Regions from separate parts of the Mus musculus genome. Here region 1 is linked to region 2. A link is a contact called in public HiChIP or PLAC-seq data. All regions are on one chromosome and are shown on one strand. Each heading gives the region's core, a stretch centred on a gene start, on an enhancer-like site or on the middle of the called end of the contact. The rest is flanking DNA. Distances are from core to core; before and after follow the strand shown.

Evidence for each region. HiChIP or PLAC-seq counts read pairs in DNA pulled down with a chosen protein or histone mark.
Region 1: an RNA polymerase II HiChIP or PLAC-seq map of embryonic stem cells shows a contact between it and region 2, with 5 read pairs. The contact joins two enhancer-like sites. A contact is called at or near these places in 2 of 115 datasets of contacts at active chromatin or transcription factors (embryonic stem cells and stem cell-derived neural progenitor cells) and 1 of 9 other capture datasets (embryonic stem cells).

What each region holds. Positions count from the first base shown.
Region 1 is chr7:19,200,972-19,203,728 of GRCm38.p6, reverse strand. It overlaps Eml2 (echinoderm microtubule associated protein like 2), which reads right to left. Exons shown (of 22, transcript NM_001347582.1): 16 at 2,538-2,605; 17 at 2,076-2,164; 18 at 1,802-1,899; 19 at 1,133-1,220; 20 at 657-752. Among named protein-coding and RNA genes, the nearest start is that of Gpr4, 10 kb to the left of the region's middle. Within about 2 kb of position 1,403, at least 33 of the 459 cell types and tissues checked have an H3K27ac peak or open chromatin away from gene starts, as enhancers often do. A contact at or near this core is called in embryonic stem cells, where this site is marked.
Region 2 is chr7:16,782,952-16,785,758 of GRCm38.p6, reverse strand. Slc1a5 (solute carrier family 1 (neutral amino acid transporter), member 5) reads right to left here. Exons shown (of 9, transcript NM_009201.2): 2 at 41-83. Among named protein-coding and RNA genes, the nearest start is that of Slc1a5, 3.0 kb to the right of the region's middle. Within about 2 kb of position 1,553, at least 109 of the 459 cell types and tissues checked have an H3K27ac peak or open chromatin away from gene starts, as enhancers often do. A contact at or near this core is called in embryonic stem cells, where this site is marked.

The DNA of each region.
Region 1 (2,757 bases), core at 154-2,653, 2.4 Mb before region 2:
AGAAAGAAAGGAAGGAAGGAAGGAAGGAAGGAAGGAAGAAAGGAAGGAAAAAGCGGGAGTTATAGTTCAATGGCGGAGTCCCTGCCTAGAACCCCCACAGTGAGGGGCTGGGGGGTGTGGCTTGATCCTCCACACCCCAGCTTAAATAGCTCTCATTCCAGGAGGTCCTCCCTAACTTCTTCAAAGAGTTGGCCCAATACCCCTTCTCTAGTGCTACTTCACCTTTCTCAGCTACTCCCTATGTGGGTCACACTGTTTGGAGAGAGCTTACTGTCCTCACTTGACCGCGAGCTCCAGAAAAGCAGACCTGAGACTGTCATGATCACCACTATATTCCAGCACCACCTAGGCCAATGGTGCTCATGCAGCTAGTGACAATGGCTTGGGGACCTGAGGGAACAGGTAACTTAGAGGGGCTTTGGCGTGGAGCTCTCTGAGTCAGGTGCCTCCCATGAATTTAGTTTCATTTTAAGCTCTGAGGGACTTTAGAGGTAATTTCCCTCAGTTCTTCCTCTTCTGCTAGTACCATCCAAACAGTTATAGAGTGAATTCCCGGCCTGGAAGCCACCCGTATATAAGACTATGGAAATCACAAGTCAAGGTTATTTCTCAAGAGTTCTGGTCCTCAGTGGAAACTTCCCCATTCCAGAACTTACCAAACACTCCAAAACCCAACACACAAGTGGCGGTAGCCCATTCCACGTTTCTCACGGTGTCTGCACTGGTGATTTGCTTACAGGTGACGGGGTCCCCTGGGGCAGACAATCAGGAGAGGTGTTAAGGGCCTGAGGTACTACCTAACTAGCCAATCTATTTCCCAGCACTGAGGTTCAAGACATTCAAGACAGAGGGGTTGAAGGTCCCTGACTTATTTCTGTCTCCCTGGACCAGCTGAAGGCTAGATTTTGGGTGCTGACAGGCTAAAACCTGAGCTGGGTATATTTGCATAAAAGCCCTGCTGTCCATTCATCAAAGCCAAAGGGAACTAATAGGGTGCGCCAGGAAAGCAATCACATAGCTAGAGATTGCAGTTTCAAATCCAATCAGTTTGGACTAGCTCAGAGACCTGTATGCAAATCACATGCAAATAAGCGACAGAAGAAAGGAAACTGGCTAGTGTCAGAGAACTCACAGTACAGAATCTCGTAGTCTCCAGAGTTGGTGACAAAGCAGGTGCTGTCCTGGGCCCAATCCAGGTGGGTGATAAAACTGGAATGGCCCTGCAGGGGACGCAAGGGTCACTTAGAGCATAGGAGAGGGTTGAGCCAGGGAAAGGGGATGGATTAAATCAAGATTAGGAGGCAAAATACACAGAGTGGGAACACATTGGACTAGAGGGAAGGATACACAGGCCTTCGGAGGGTGGGGGCGGGGCTAGACTACCAAGGGCGGGTGAGGGTGTGGCAGACTGTGATGGGCGGGGCCGACAAAAGAGCTTAGAAGACAAAGGCAATTTAGAACAGGTGGGCAGAACTCCACACAAGGGGCGAGTTTTGAATGCGAGGGGCTGGGCTACACAGAGGTGCTCTTGGGATGGGAGGGATAGGTTTAGAATGCAGGGCCGGGGCTACAAATGGGGGCGGGGCTTGGAAGGTGAAGGTTGAGGCTACACGAAAGGGTGGCTTAGAACACAGTAAGGGATGAGGATGGGGGCCGACTGTGACGCCTTGACATAGTCAGGGCAAGAAAAAAAATCAGCTGCGTTCTAAAGCTGTGGCTGGCTCCCTTGTGGTAGAAAAAGTTAATTTTGCACCCCACTGGGCGGGGTGGTGGCGCGGGCTGGGGACCACTGCCCACTCACCGAGCACTTGCCCAGGCGGCTGACCTTGCGGCCACCCTGGTCCACCGTGTACACGTACACCAAGTTGTCGTGGGAGCCCACAGCCAGGTACGCCCCGTCTGGGGAGGGGGAGGGGCTATGAGGAAGCACCCAGACTCCGCCCCTCCCCCACAGTCCCCGCCTCCCTCCATGACTAGACCCCCCCATGGGGGGGGGGCTGTAGCCCCTCAACCCCCAGCCTGTACCGCTGAACCTCAGTCCCCAAGGCCCTGCCTCCCCAGGACCCCAGGCCTACCTGGTGAAAAGCTGACCACGGAGATCTGCTCATTGCCATCTGTGTGGATAGCCACCAGGTCATGGGTCTCTGTGTCCAGTAGCAGCCACCTTAAAGGAGAAGGCATAATGGGAGGGAAGGATGAACCGCTGCTGATGGGGTGCCTGAAGGAGTGCCTCCCAAATGCTGGATTGAGAGGACAGAGCCAGACTACCAAGGTGGTGCCACACAGTGAGGAGTGAGGCCAGGCTGTGTGACAGGCTGAGATGAACAACATCTACCCTCCACTCCTAGCCCGCTCCATCTCTCACCTCATCCAGCTTAGAAGCCTATGGCAATAAACAGGTTGGCAAAGACCCACGGGGGGGGGGGGGTTGGGGGGGAGGCCTTTGAATACAAGGGGTGGGGTGGCCTTTAGGATTGAAGCAGCAGGTTTAGAATGCTGGGGCCTCAAAGGGCAGTGAGATATTAGAAAAGTAGTACCTGCCGGTCACTGTGCCCACCGCTAGGACGGAGCCACTGGGGTGGAAGCCAGCCGAACGGGCAGGGTCCTGGGAAGGAAAGGAAAAGAGCTGGGGTCCCAAGTCCAACTAGGTACTCCCCAGCTCAGAACCAGTTCCTAGCATGGCCTGAGGTCCTCTCCGATGCCTTACAGAAACCACCAGAAGCCATCCCCATTTCTTGGGTATGCTAACCTAAGAGA
Region 2 (2,807 bases), core at 304-2,803:
TATCGGTCACCATCCCACCCCTAAGCCCCAGAGGACTCACAGAGCGGAAGGCAGCAGACACCAGATTGGAGGGGAAAATATTCCTGCAGAAACAGACACCGATGTTAGATGCTGTCATGGGAGGGTGGGGAGGAGGCAGCGCAGGCAGAGAGGGACGGGGCTGGCTTCCTGGAGAGTGGCAATGGGATTCTCTCTTGGTGGCTTAAGAAGGGGATCATAAAGTACTTAGACTGCAGTCACATCCTCCACACATACAACTCCACCCTACTTTTTTTTTTTTTTTTGATAGTGTCTCACTGTATAGCCCTAGTTGGCCTTGAACTCACTGAGGAGATCCACCTGCCTATGCCATTGTGCTGTGATTAAAGGCCTGCGCCACGGTGCCTGGCCATAAACATTTAATTACTGGGGGGGGGGGGGGGGGGGGAGGAGGAGCATGTGTGCCCCTACTTGTGTGCAGGAGTCTGTTTTCTTCATCTCTTGTGACCAGAGAGCAACCTCAAGTCATCAGGCTTGGCAAAAAAAAACAAAAACAAAAACAAAACCTTAAGCCCTGAGCCTAACCCCCACCAATCTCCCACCCCCCCCCCGCCCCCCATGATAGAACACAAGGACCTTGCCCACTCTACTACTGATCTACATCCTCAGAGCTACTTTTATTTTTTGAGACAGGGTCTTGCTAGGTTACCCAGGCTAGCCTTAAACTGTGTGAGCCCAGGCTTGCCTCAGACCTGTGGTCCTTCAGTCCCTTGGGTAGCTGGAGGTACAGACAGTCTAACACAGGCCGGCCAGCACACCTTTTCCAGGATGTGGGAGTTTCAATTGGCCTCTTCTGGCCCCAGGAAGTTGAGGTTTCAGAACCAAGGGGAGGTAGGGGTGGGAACTAGGCTTTTGAGAGGCAGGCAAGGGCAGGGTCACACCAGACCTCAGCTCCACCCCCAGCAACCATTTAATACCCTGGGCGTCTTGCATCAGCTCCTTCCTGGAGGGCTAAGGACAGGGTGATCCCTAAGGAGCAGGCTGGTGGGTCTGGTGGGTCGGAAGGCATGGGGAGGACCTGGGCATAATGGATGGTGGCCTGGAAGGCTAAGCCACACGGGGTGGGACCGCTGTTCCGGTTATGAATATGCACGTGTCCTTGTATGGCTGCTCATGCGTGGCGGGTGTCTGCCCAATGCCAGGTGGCACAGCTACTGCTTTACATCGTCCAACTCCTTCTTAACTGAAGTGGACTCCAGGTGTGTGGTGCAGGCATGGGGACAGCTGAAAGGACAAGGTTACACAGTATGACCCCGTCTAAAACCCCATGGATAAGTAAAGGAAAACTAAGGCACAGAAAGGCAAGAAACTTTCTCAAGAGAGATTGTCCTTGTTCTTGGGAGTTGAGAGGCCCTCATGTGGTCCGGGATGGCCTAGAACTCCTGATCCTCTTGCCCCCGCCTCACCGTGCCGGGGTCTGGCAGTGTGGGGCAGCCATGTCTGACTTGTACTACCTACCCTCTTGAACACGGGCTTAAGCATTCACATGGCCAGGGGCGGGATTGAAGGTGGCACCATGCCAGTGGTGATGCATGCCTTTCCAGCACTCAGGGGACAAGAGGCAGGTCAGGGATTTCTGAGTCCCAGGAACAGAGAAACCCTAGCTCAGCAATCCCTCCCCCTGCCCGGGAAAAAAACAAAACAAAACACCTTAAAAGAAAGTGGTCCTGTGCGGGAGACTGGGGGGTCAGGGGAGCTAGATGAAGATTCCCAGCATGCATATGGCAGCTTACAACGACCTCTAACTTCAGTCCCAGGGAATCCAATAACCTCTTTCGGCATCTGCAGGCACCAGGCACACATGTAACGCACACACATACACGCAGGCAAGACACTCACACACATAAAATAAAAGCGTAAAGAGTATCCAGTCCCTCGTGGGTTGTATGTGTGCCTCCCAGCTGGTTTAAGGCCACGCGGGCTTCTCAGTGCCTAGGTTTACATGCTTGAAAGCTGGGCGTGAAGTATCCTGGCCTAGAGAGTGTGAGTTCCAGCTGTTTTGAGCTTGCCTGGGAGGAAAAGCCTCAGCTCACAAACAGCCTGAAGGTGGGTGTGCCGCCTCGCCACCCAGGGCAGGGCCCAGGATCCAGCTAATCTCCATCAGCCAGAAGGCATCCTCAATACGGACACCAAGGGCACAACCCTTCATGTCATCCCATACGATGGCCCAGAAGCAGAGGATGCCCGGTTTTCTGACTCACGGTTTCCACATCCCCACCACCCCACCCACCTCACTTCTCTCTTCCTTCCAGGAAGTCCCCAATCTGAAGATACTGAATCAGAGGCCCTCATGGCAGGACCACGTGGACCGGGAGTCTAGAGTCCTCCAAAGTGGGAAGGGTACAAGGATAAAATGTCACTCTCTGCTTTGGGGAAGGCACTGAAGGGGACATACAAGAGGAAATGAGATGGTAGGGCAGGGAGGGCGAAGGCACCGGAAGTCTGACTGCCTGGCCCAGGTGAACCAAGTAGGGTTAGAGGGAACAAGAAGCTGTGTTCCGGGGACATTCGAGCACACTCCTATCGCTGGGAATCAGGCAGCCTCTCACATCACCATTGGGCCTCCACCGGCTCATAGGAGTGAAAAGGTCACAGACCCTGGGTCCAAATCCTTATCCAGGAGCCTCATCTCTGCCCCTCTGCCACAAAAGAATCCCTCCAGAAGTTTGCACAACGTTCTTGTTTGTTTGTTTTTGTGGTTCTTCATAACTTTCATGGGGGGGGGGTGGCTCTTCTTAGGGCAGTCCTTGTATCTTTTATAACACTTC